Linked DNA regions of Rattus norvegicus: region 2 is linked to region 1. Evidence: chromatin contacts called from public Hi-C data. All regions are on one chromosome and are shown on one strand. The core of a region is the stretch at or near the end of the contact, and the rest is flanking DNA. Distances in the headings are between cores, read along the strand shown. Region 1 overlaps Has2 (hyaluronan synthase 2). Region 2 has its middle 210 kb from the start of Has2.

Region 1 (5,641 bases), core at 1,807-4,306:
TGGTTCCGATTATTCTCAGGACACATAGAAACCTCTCACAATGCATCTGAAATGTAATCAGAGATATGCGTGGTTAACCACTCTGATTCTTTGCATGTCACATACAGATATTATGGGTGGCAGGAAGAACTCTAGAAAGGGTATTCTGGAGTCACCCATTTAGTTTTATTCATTTTAATATTCGCTGTTTGATAATTTCATACCAGTATTCAATATGCTTGATGAATTCTAACAGTCTACTTCCTCCTTTCCAACTGGTCCTATGTCTTTTTTTTTTAATCCACTTTGTCCACTTACTGTTGCCAATGGTACCTACCGTCATGTATTCATACCATCAGGGAATGAATCACTGATGAAGACAATTCCCCAGCAGCCCCCAATGTCAATAGCTCCCCCTCTAGGAGTATGACTTGGTGTGCCCCTCCCCCAGGCAGCATTCAGGAATTGTAAGACTTAGTTTCTCACCTTAACTCATTATGCTGACACCTTGGCACATCTATAAATCAGGATGCGCTGATAACACAAGGCACAGGTCTATTTCAAGCCTCAAATGAGTGGGTAGTGCCAGGATTTGTTGCAATGCACTGAACACATACCTTCTTACATTGTTTTCAGAGTCTTGGGTCATTTGTTTATGTCAGCTCTCTCTGTCTATAACCACAGTTAGGCATCATACTAAAATTGTCTAAATGCAAAGCAATCCTTTTGCCTGCTCAATGCTTTCTTCAGCCCCTAATTACAGATGAGTAACAAATCCACAGGAGACTCTGCTGAATTTCCCAATGATGACTTCATTTTATTTCGAACGCATGTCCCTTAGGCTGACATCTTCTCTACGCATCTGGATGAGGTTAGAGATTAGAAAAACTGAGTTCTGGGACTAGCTTATCAGCTAGTGCTATGACCTTGTGTGGATCATCTCACATCTATGGATCTCAAGGTTTTTGTTTGTGTGTCTGTTTGTTTTTTTTTTAAGACATGCTCAATGACAATGTTTACATTTTACAAATTCCCCTTTGCCCTTAAGATTCATTATCCCTAGATGTCCTGTGTAAAGATCTTTCAAAGTTCCAGTGTTCAGATGTCTGTTATTTCCACTCACCCCTGTTAGTTGATACAGTCGTGAAGATCAGGAAAGTAACAGCATCATAGAACAAAAGGCATATCATGAGTGTAATGGGATCATTGGGTAAGAAATAACAGCCCCTGGATTCCAATGGCTGAAGTTCAAACTAAATAAAAACATCTAGCAGGTAAGCCTTAAGCCTGTTTTAGCTCCCAATTCACCCCTAAATTCAGCATTTATCCTAAATAAAGTTGGTGTGGTGTGTGTGTGTGTGTGTGTGTGTGTGTGTGTGTGTGTGTGTCTGTGACTATGTGTGCAAGTACATATGCACCTGATTGTGCATGCGTGTAAAAACCAGATGACAACCTCCAGGGTCATGTGCCCCCAGTGCTGCCCACTTCTGACCAGTCCATTTATTTATTTGGAGTCAAGGTTTATTACTGGTTTGGAATTTACCAATTCATCTGGACAGTTCAACCCAAGAATCTGTGTATATCTGTTTTAAGTAATTTAAGGACTAGAGAGGCTTTTTATTTTTTTTATTACCCCAAACATGTCTGATTCTGAGCATTGGAATTTTGCTTCACAAATCTTTTTCATTTTAACACCCCCACTTGTAGAAATGCACTACCTACTGTAAGATGCATAAGTGCTATAAATGCATGTTTATAACCTGTTATAAATGGTATAAATGCTCCTTTCCTCAGGTTTTCACAACCACTTTGGGAGTTGGTCATATTTGCATATCATTAATACATAATAATTTACAAAACTGAATGATTTTGCTTTAAATAAGAAATTTGACACAAAAAAATTATCTCTATAAAAATCTCTTCTTTTATATGCTACTTATAGTTTCCTAGTCCTTATCAAACTCTAAAAATGAATATTCTATAGGAATATGGTATCATCTTGGCCGTTAACTACTGTGTGGACATTTTCTGATTGTATTGCATCTAATTATACTCAAGTAGGTATGTGTTCCACTGCTCCGAGATTTCTGTGGGTCTTTCCACGAGTAATGTTACCACTCTTTGTCTCCAGACAATATGGTGGAGCTACAACATTAGGGGCTGTGGAAAATTAAGGCATGCCTTTTCTAGTACAAGAGAGAAAAATTTAAAAGAGAAGATAGTCTCCCTCCAATCTTCATCTTCCCCTGGTTTGAATATATTTCAGGAAAGTTCTAGGCAAATGTATTACCCCAAGGTGGAAAGAGAGATTGGTAAATGCATTAAATATGGAATGATGTCACTCACCAATCAAGGCAGCTGCATGGACTAGTTTGGCAAAAACTGACTTAATTTTTGATTGATAGATAGATAGATAGATAGATAGATAGATAGATAGATAGATAGATAGGTAGGTAGGTAGGTAGGTAGATAGATAGATAGATAGATAGATAGATAGATAGATAGATAGATAGATAGATAGATAGATAGATGATGGATAGATGGATCTCATTAACCTTAGTACAAACAAGGTAACAGAGAGTAGGTCAGAGCCCTCTGCTGGCTAGCTTTCTATCTTGTAGACATCGTTTTCTTCTGGTACATGCCTATGATCAGGCTCTTCAGACTCTTCAAAACAATGCTGCGCTGAGGAGCAAAGTGAAACAGTGTGGCCAGTGTTTCTAGAACCCAGAGTCACAACCCACTTTAAAGGAATCGTTGGCCAGGAAGCTAAAAAAAAGCACCCTGGACAAACTACTGATGTGAGTTACACTCTGAGTATATGTACAGGACAGCACAGTGTGAGCTATGGAGAGCTGATAACAGCAACCTTAGCACAAAAGCAAAGTTCAGTCTGCTGGGAAAGGGAGAGCTTAGGAGTATTCAGTGAGAGGTGAGCAAGGACGCCATCCCTTGTTAGTTAACACAGCTGACAGGATGCTGAACACTCCCAGAGGGCACATTAACCAATGCCTAAAGGTGCTGTAAGCACCAGACTTGGAGGTCATCATTTCCAGCACATGAGTCATTCTCACAAGAGTGAAAAATTTCAAGGGGACCAAAGCATTTGCCAGGGAGAAGCTTAAGTGTGTGCTTAGCTTGTGCTCAAAATCACCATCACTAGGGAAAGAACGGCCTGCCAGTCTTCCATTATTCACATTTTCCCTGCCTTTTATCAGCACACATGGATATAGAGAGTGTTCACATAGCATCTGCTGGCCTCAGCTGAGGTGGGAACGCCCTCTTACATCATAGGCGTCTACAGAATGTCCTTTTGAAGCCTGGGAAAGTTGCTAACAAACTGCAGAAATGTGGTTAGAATTGAACCTTTATATTCTTGCTACAGCTCAGCACTGCCTGGTGAGGCACGCAGAGCATCTCAGTACAGGCCAAAGGGCAAAAAAGAACTTTGTGAAGTTCTGTTTCGCCAAGCAGATGCGTCGATCTCAGGGAGTGACACACAGGACTTGAGTGTGTGTGTGTGTGTGTGAGTGTGTGTGTGTGTGTGTGTGTGTGTGTGTGTGTGTGTGTTTTAATTGCTCTGGCCAATTTTATGGATGTGGGCACCATATGTGTAAAACTTCCTGAGACAATCCTTAATTCAAACACTCTGTTACACAAACCTACTTTCCCACTAAAAGAACAATGTGTCTATGCAGCTTCTCTGTTCAGTTAGAGAAAAAGGACTGTTTCAGTCCTAGATCCTAAGATGACTTAGAAATTTACATTCTGTAAATATTAAAAATGTAAAACTTGAATTTGGGGAGTGGCAAGATCACATTTTTAGCTCATTGACTTTTACCTAGCAACTGGACTTGGATTTGATAGCAATTACTTAGTAAGTTCCGTTCTCCCCAGAAATCTAGGTTAAATCAAAATGTAAGAGAAGGGGTTACTCAAACACAGTATAATCTCACAGTTTATCAACCCCTGTCCATCTGTCCATCCATGTTCTTATCTACCTGTTGTTTTTACTAGTGTATGCCATGACATAAAATATTGCCTGACTTACAATTAATGTGCCATAAATATCCACGGAGTGAATGATAGTTCATTAAAATCCTCCTCATCATCGCCATCCCATTTGTAGTGGCTGCTAACATTTGTTTATCATTTATTCACCTCAAGGGGTAGAGAAAGGCTTTTGTTCCATTTTAAGGTATAATATTTTTCATCTTAATGTCTATAGGCGGCAAGCATATTATTAATCGTATACTACAATACATGTATATGACAAAGAAAGAGACACGTTGAGCATGGAAGTGACCGGCCCAACGTCATGAACCAGGAGTAGGACCCACACAATGTCCAAATATTCAGAGAGCATTTTCTGTGAAATTGAATCATTATGAGAAATTAGACACAAGTCTCGTTTCTAGCTAAAACAAACAAACCAAAACTGAATATCATGAAGAAAGAAGGGAAGAGCTTTAAGGTGTGTTCTTGCAGGTATGGTGTGTAGACAGTGAATATGGAGCTGGATATACTGCCAGGCAATACTCAAAACCCCCCAGGCTTCTGTACTTTCCCATATGCACGTAGCCTGAAGACATGGAAAATAGTGTTGCTTCCGAATAAGCTTCTGGCCCATCTATGCAAGCACAACTTTAATGGCAGCAGCAGAAATCCCGCCTTCCTGTGAGAAAGACACTACTGTTCCAAGAGCTGCCACCTGTGGAGAGGACTATACTGGTCACCCATCTCCCACACGTGAGGCCCCGGGTCAATAAGCATCAGACAGAGCCTTTTCCTCACCCTTGACCTTTTGTGTCATAAAGACAGGAAGCTATTGAATAAGAAGAGGCTATCAGCTGTGCTCCTTGTCTTAGGACCCTGTTGAGAACAGAGTTCTCATAGGTTTCACATAGCACTCATCTACATTTGATCTGGGGAGCTGACGTTCACTCAGATTTGTTGCATGTGCATCTGGAAAAGCAACTGAAATTAGATCAGATGGTACCTTCCCAGTATTTACAGTTTAATGACTATGAGGAGTCCCAGACTTTCTCTAGAAGACTTTGGGGCAATAAAGATAATAAAGACAAAAGATATGCATGATTCCTGAGAGCAATTATAAGTTGCAGTCTGAGCAACTTTATGAGTACGGGGTCATGTTTGGGGTACAAGGGATAAGAGGATCATCTTTTATGCCCTGAAAGGCTATCCCCTGAGGCCCCACTCTGTTCACCAATCTTCACACAGCTTTGCAATTTGGCTCTAATGACTTGTGGCTGTAATGTGTGCGTGTATGCTGACTCTTCAACTGGAGAGATTATGAGGCCTTGGCCAGTTTAGTAAAAGTTTTGAAATCAGATGTACTTATGTTCAAAAACAGCTTTATCGTTCATTCCAGAGAATGTGGCCTTAGGAAGACAGTGAGTTGAGAGTGAATCCAAATTCCTCCTTTTAATCACTGTGTAACCTTGAACAAGGTGCATAATAAGATAGGCTACCTTCAGTTTCTGAAACTATAGAATAGAGCTATCATATGGAGTCTCAGAAAAGAAAAAGATAATGAGATTGACAAAAAGGAGAATCCCATTCACATACTGAAAAAGACATAACTATTAATGAAATCTTTATAACTTTCTTTTCTTGAAATGCATTTTTACTTGAAATATGG
Region 2 (5,641 bases), core at 1,368-3,867, 210 kb after region 1:
GAGAGAAAGAATGGAGAGGTGAAGAAAAGGGACAGGAGAGAAAGGGAGGGGAACGAGAGGAAGGGAAGGAAGAGGAAGAGGAAATATTGAAAGTGGAAAGGGAGTGCAGAGGGAAAAACACAGTTCAGTATCAGAAATACATCTACTAACATATATAAGCCATGCACGAATTTGCTTGATTTAATGTTTCAGTCATGGAAATGAATGTTTGTCATTCTTCAAATCAGTAGTTGTCCCTCTATGGTCTTTACGGTATAACACGGAGGCAAGAGGATAAGCTTTACCAAACTTGACAACTCATTAACTTACCTTTATAAAAACAGATTTAATTGCTTGCCTTGTATCCTGCTTTCAACTTTCTTCTCTGGTAACAAATATCAATTAAATTCTAATAACAAAGAGTCTTATTGTAGTTGTCAAATAATCCCTTTCAGGACAATTGCCCTCCCTGATTCTCCATGGGTGAAACTTAAAATTCTTTCAGCTACAATTCCTTGCCACCATTTCCCTTAACATGAGATGTGAAGGGTCTGCCAGGATAAGAAATAGGCTCAAAGAAGCAGGTGGGGGGCTGGGGCTGGGATAGCAGGTTCCTGGAGGAGAAACCAGGAAATGGGATAACATTTAAAATGTAAATAAAAATGCAATTAAAAAAGTGTGAAAAAATAGGCTTACCCTTTGAGAATATTTTCCGATACAATGAGACAGCCTCTGCAGAAGCATCAGTGTTGTGGCGACAGGATATTAGACCCTTGAGGTTGCCTATAATTTCACTATGCCAACTAGCAGCCATGTGAGGTCAGTTTATGAAGAAGATTGTCTGATTTCTGTAGCTGTTGAAAACACAGGTCTGTGGGTGACAAAGAGGAAAAACATGATCCTTTAACAAAGAATTCAGGAAGATGATGTGAACTCAGTTTTAAGTAATATTTTGTTACACTAGGACCACGTAAGGAAAACTGCTACACATGGACCAGAATGCACTGATTCCCACCCAGGAATATACATAGAGTCTGTGCCAGCCAAGGGTAGGATAGGGTGGAGCTGGCCCCAGCATCAGATTTACTAGATGTCTTTCCATTCTTTTTTTCAATTTGCTCATGATGCCTTCCCTGTCATCCATTTCTGCTCATTTTTTTCTAAGCGTCAATGTACCATGGTTTGGAAGAACTTCAACAGAGAATCACTGCTGACATGTTGACATCATAAACTTCATGCCTATCAGACAGAAGGTGGAACAGTCACCCTCACTCTCCTGTGTACAGCATCTGTCAGTCAACATTTCAAGGCAGCTTTCAGACCGTTATTAAATCAGCGACTCAAACATGCTGTTCCTGACTCGCCGAGGTTATTGTCATTCTGTGAATGCGGTTTTGTTGTCTTAGTTATGATGTGCTATCACTAGATATTTCCTTAGTCGATCAAATCTTTTTCATAAAGTTTACCTTCATAGGTAATCCCCACAATCCCAATAGATTGGTCGTGGCCTTGTCATTGTCATTTGCAAACCTCCCCTAAATTCTTCACATGGTAAAGAAAGTTTCTCCCAAACCAAGTCCCATGCAATTAAAGGCTGCAAAATGTGACAGTCATAGTCCACCATTTTTAATTCACTCCTCCTGGACAGAGCCAAACTTCATCAAGCCACTGAAGGAAGCAATACCTACCACAGTCAGGAAACTAACTGAGAAAATATATCTGTCAGAGCCTCTAGCCACCCAGAAGGAGTTAGGAAAATCTTAATCCTTAGTGAACCATGAAACCTGGGTCAGGCAGCTTACATCTGGGGATTTGTTTGCCTATGCAAATTCCGTCATAAATCACCTAATCTTCAGCGAAAAGGCCAGGGCAACAGCCGAGGTGCCAGCAGAACAGAGTTATCACCGGGTGACTAGGGTTCAGGATTCACGAGTGGATGACTCCATTGATGGCTTTAATCTTTAATGAAGTTAGCTGCTTTGACTCCCATTTGCCAGAGCCTAGCATATCAAATTCCCCTTGTTCTTGGCATTAGAGGACAGTGAGCTTAGAAGACAGCTATAACAGAGTCTGCTTGGTCCTAAGGATTTATTGTGAGAGGAAATTCTCCTATTTGGTACTTAACATTTTCTCTTTAACCCATCTGAATGACTTCAATTCCTGTTAATGCTCCCAAAGCTAGTTTTGGTGGGAGGCATGGTGGCAGGGGGTCAGAGGATAAGCCACCTTTGCCTGTAATCGCTGACCATGGCGTTGTGTTTCACACACTGTTGCCAAATCCTCCGGAGACATTCCACTGCTCACGTCATCAGTTTCCCGTTGCCTTGGTGAGGAGTCACAACATGTGTTTCTTGACAAAATCCTTTCTGTTCTAGGAATATTTAATGGCTTCTCTCTCTTTCTCAGGACTCCAACTAGCATTACAGGGGTACAAAAAGATAGGAGATTTTAAGAGAGAGACTAACAAGCCAAGGACAAGAGGGAGAGCCAGACGAAGAGCACACCTAAGGAGAAATGCCGGAGGTAGCATCCCAGCCTGTCTTTTCTGTGCATGGAAGCAAACCTAGGGCTAGACTCATGCTCCATCTGTCTCTGACTCACTCGTTATTCAAGCTATTTCCCCTCTGCAAGTCTCAGTTTGCTCAGAAATACAAGAGAAAATCCTTGTTCTTGTGAGCATGCACATGGATACACACACACAGACACACACACAGGGTGGAGAGAGAGAGAGAGAGAGAGAGAGAGAGAGAGAGAGAGAGAGAGAGAGAGAGAGAGAGAGAGAGAGAGAGAGATATTTAAAGAAGGGAAAAATGGAGAAAATTTCTGAAGAGTTATTGAATCAAATATGTGAATCTGGTTGTGGGAAGATAAGAAAGTGCCAGGTCCCTAGATGCTACCTAATATTCATGATGCTATCATCTCCCTTGCTGCATCAGTCCATTCGGGCTGTGATCTTTCCTGTAGCACATTCTATTTGTGTGACTTTAAACAACTAAGTTAATCTGCAAGTGTCATTTTTCTCATTGTAAATCAGGGATAACATTCACGTCGCCATGAGTCTCCCAGTGTTACTATGGAGAGATGAGCCAAAAAAAGGTGTGAAATGAAATGAGTTGAGACACGAAGTCTTTATTCTAACTTCAGCAAAGGAATTTTATCATCCCTAGACCCCAAGCTCCTAGACCACAGGCACCTGAACTCCTGTGTCCTTCTACCGAGGAAGGTTCTAGAAACAGCTAGTCACCAAGAAACTTTATGTTGTTCTTCAAGGGAAGCAATCCGGTAAATTACTTAAATAGGAAGGCTGGGGAGACATTGTGTAGATTTGGTGTTTTCATCTCTGAAATGTCTAGCTTAGGTAACCTTTGTGCTTTACTACACTGCAGTTCTTTTTTTCTTATTGGAAAACTCCCAGATGAATTTTAGAGCATCAGTGAGATGGCGCACAGGAAGACCTGAGAGAAGTACAAGCGTGGCGTGTGTTCATAGTACTTGCTGGCACCGTAAATTAGCCCTTCCCAGCCCCAGCCCAATTTGCATCTTTTTCTCCAAGGATCATCTGCAAGGAGAAGTTTGTCTCTGGGGTTCAGGCATGAGTAGTCATGTTGATAATTATCTCTGAGCTTGCCTACCAGGATTTGCCTCATCTCCAGACCCCCTTTGGTCCTAGAGTTTCAAAAGTTAATTGCTCTAAATTTCCCTAAGCCAATTTGGCTGATCTTAATTTTAAGGGTTTAATTTTTTTCCTTTTTTTTTTTGAGAGCCTTTGGGATATATGACTGTAGTAGTCTTCTGTTTAGCATGTTACTTACTAGTTTAAATTGAAAACATGCAAAACTGAGGCAACATGCACGTACTCATATTTATATTTATTAAAAAAAAGCATGAAGTAGTAAGAAGAGCATGTAACATACTGGGGAAGAGGACATAGGTAGATTTCTAGAATATCCCTCACCAGCCAGACTAGTCAGTAAATAAGTGCTGGGTTCACTGACAGTCCTTTTGCAAAAATTGAGGTGAGAGAAGGCTTTGTGGTTAAAAATGCATGCTGGTTTGACAATGGTCACATTGTTAGTTATGAGCACAAAAGTTTGGCAGTTCATTATTGCCTGTAACTTGAGTAGATGTAACACTGCTTGCCTCTGTAAGCACCTGTTCTTACATGCTCATATACTGAAACCATGCACGATCACGTATTTTAAAATCATTTTAATTCTATTTATAAATATAAATATCTTATTTAGAAACAGGTCAAGAGACATAGATATCAGATATCGACTTCTCCCTTTCATACTAATGTGCACAGAAAGACACACATGCATGTACACACACCCCACATACAAAATTAAAATAAAAACTGTGAGCTGATTGACAGGAATCTTGTTTCTGCAGCTTTTAATGACACCACCAGCCATCCCAGGCCTACTTCCTGACGTCCTGTGTGAAGTGTTATGTCAGTCACTTGGAGACTACAGTTATCAACTTGCCTCATTATTCTCTGCTCATCTAGGATGAAACCATGTTCTCCTGTCAATTATGCTGATATTTGACCAGCTATATGTGAGATAACCATGATTCTAGATACTATTTTGTGTTAGAACCATTCACAATTTAATGACTGATATATTCATATATAAGTAACATTTCTGTATTGAAATTTTTGATGCTTGTCACATCAATTCTCTCTCTCTCTCTCTCTGTCTCTCTCTCAAAACATTTTATTGGATATTTTTTGTATTTACCTTTCAAATGTTATCCTCTTTCCCCCTCCCATTCCACCTCCTTCTGCTTCTAAAAAGATGCTCCCACCCACCTACTCCCACTTCATTGCCCTGGCATTCCCCTACACTGGAGAAACAAGTCTTTACAGGAGAAAGGGTTTCTCCACTTATTGATGCCAGACAATGCCATCCTCTGCTACATATGAGACTGGAGCCATGGGTCCCTCCATGTGTATTCACTGGTAACACCAATGGCTTATGCTCTAAGATCAAGAATCAGAACCTCATAAAATTGCAAAGCTTCTGTAAGGCAAAGGACTCTGTCAATAGGACAAAATGGCAATCAACAGATTGGGAAAAGACCTTTACCAATACTATACCTGATTAAGGGCTAATATCTAACATATACAAAAATATCAAGAAGTTAGACTCCAGGGAATCAAATGATCCTATTAAAAATGGGGTACAGAGCTAAACAAAGAATTCTCACCTAAAGAAATGTTCAACATCTTTAGTCATCAGGGAAATGCAAATCAAAACATCACTGAGATTCCACCTCACACCAGTCAGAATGGCTAAGATCAAAAACTCAGGTGACAGCAGATACTGGCGAGCATCACACACACATATATATATATATGCATACACATATATACATATATATTCTTTATAACAGATTTGTAAAAGAAAGTTTGTCATTATTGCAGAGATCAGGGAACTTAAGATGATAAATGATTCCAGTTTAGAGAGGAAATGTCAAGGTCTTAGTAACACATGGGCTAATTTCGTATTTGAAATGAGTTAATTTTCTGGTCTTGGAAAATTTGTACCATTTAGATACATTTGTTCAACTGCAACGCTCTCTATCATTGTTGGGATTAGAATGAATGTGAAACTGACAGCATTAGAATCCAGGCCTCCCCAATACTAAAGCAGCCACC

The links. A called contact is a pair of places that touch in the nucleus more often than the background predicts.
Region 2: a Hi-C map of the A7r5 cell line shows a contact between it and region 1, with 6 times the contacts expected there. The contact joins two enhancer-like sites. A contact is called at or near these places in 11 of 12 Hi-C or Micro-C datasets (the A7r5 cell line, the Rat2 cell line, Schwann cells and 7 more).

What each region holds. Positions count from the first base shown.
Region 1 is chr7:90,018,490-90,024,130 of GRCr8, forward strand. It overlaps Has2 (hyaluronan synthase 2), which reads right to left. Exons shown (of 4, transcript NM_013153.2): 2 at 1-46. The coding sequence starts at 46. Among named protein-coding and RNA genes, the nearest start is that of Has2, 7.6 kb to the right of the region's middle. Within about 2 kb of position 3,057, at least 6 of the 93 cell types and tissues checked have an H3K27ac peak or open chromatin away from gene starts, as enhancers often do. A contact at or near this core is called in the A7r5 cell line and Schwann cells, where this site is marked.
Region 2 is chr7:90,232,849-90,238,489 of GRCr8, forward strand. No RefSeq gene overlaps it. Among named protein-coding and RNA genes, the nearest start is that of Has2, 210 kb to the left of the region's middle. Within about 2 kb of position 2,618, at least 9 of the 93 cell types and tissues checked have an H3K27ac peak or open chromatin away from gene starts, as enhancers often do. A contact at or near this core is called in the A7r5 cell line and Schwann cells, where this site is marked.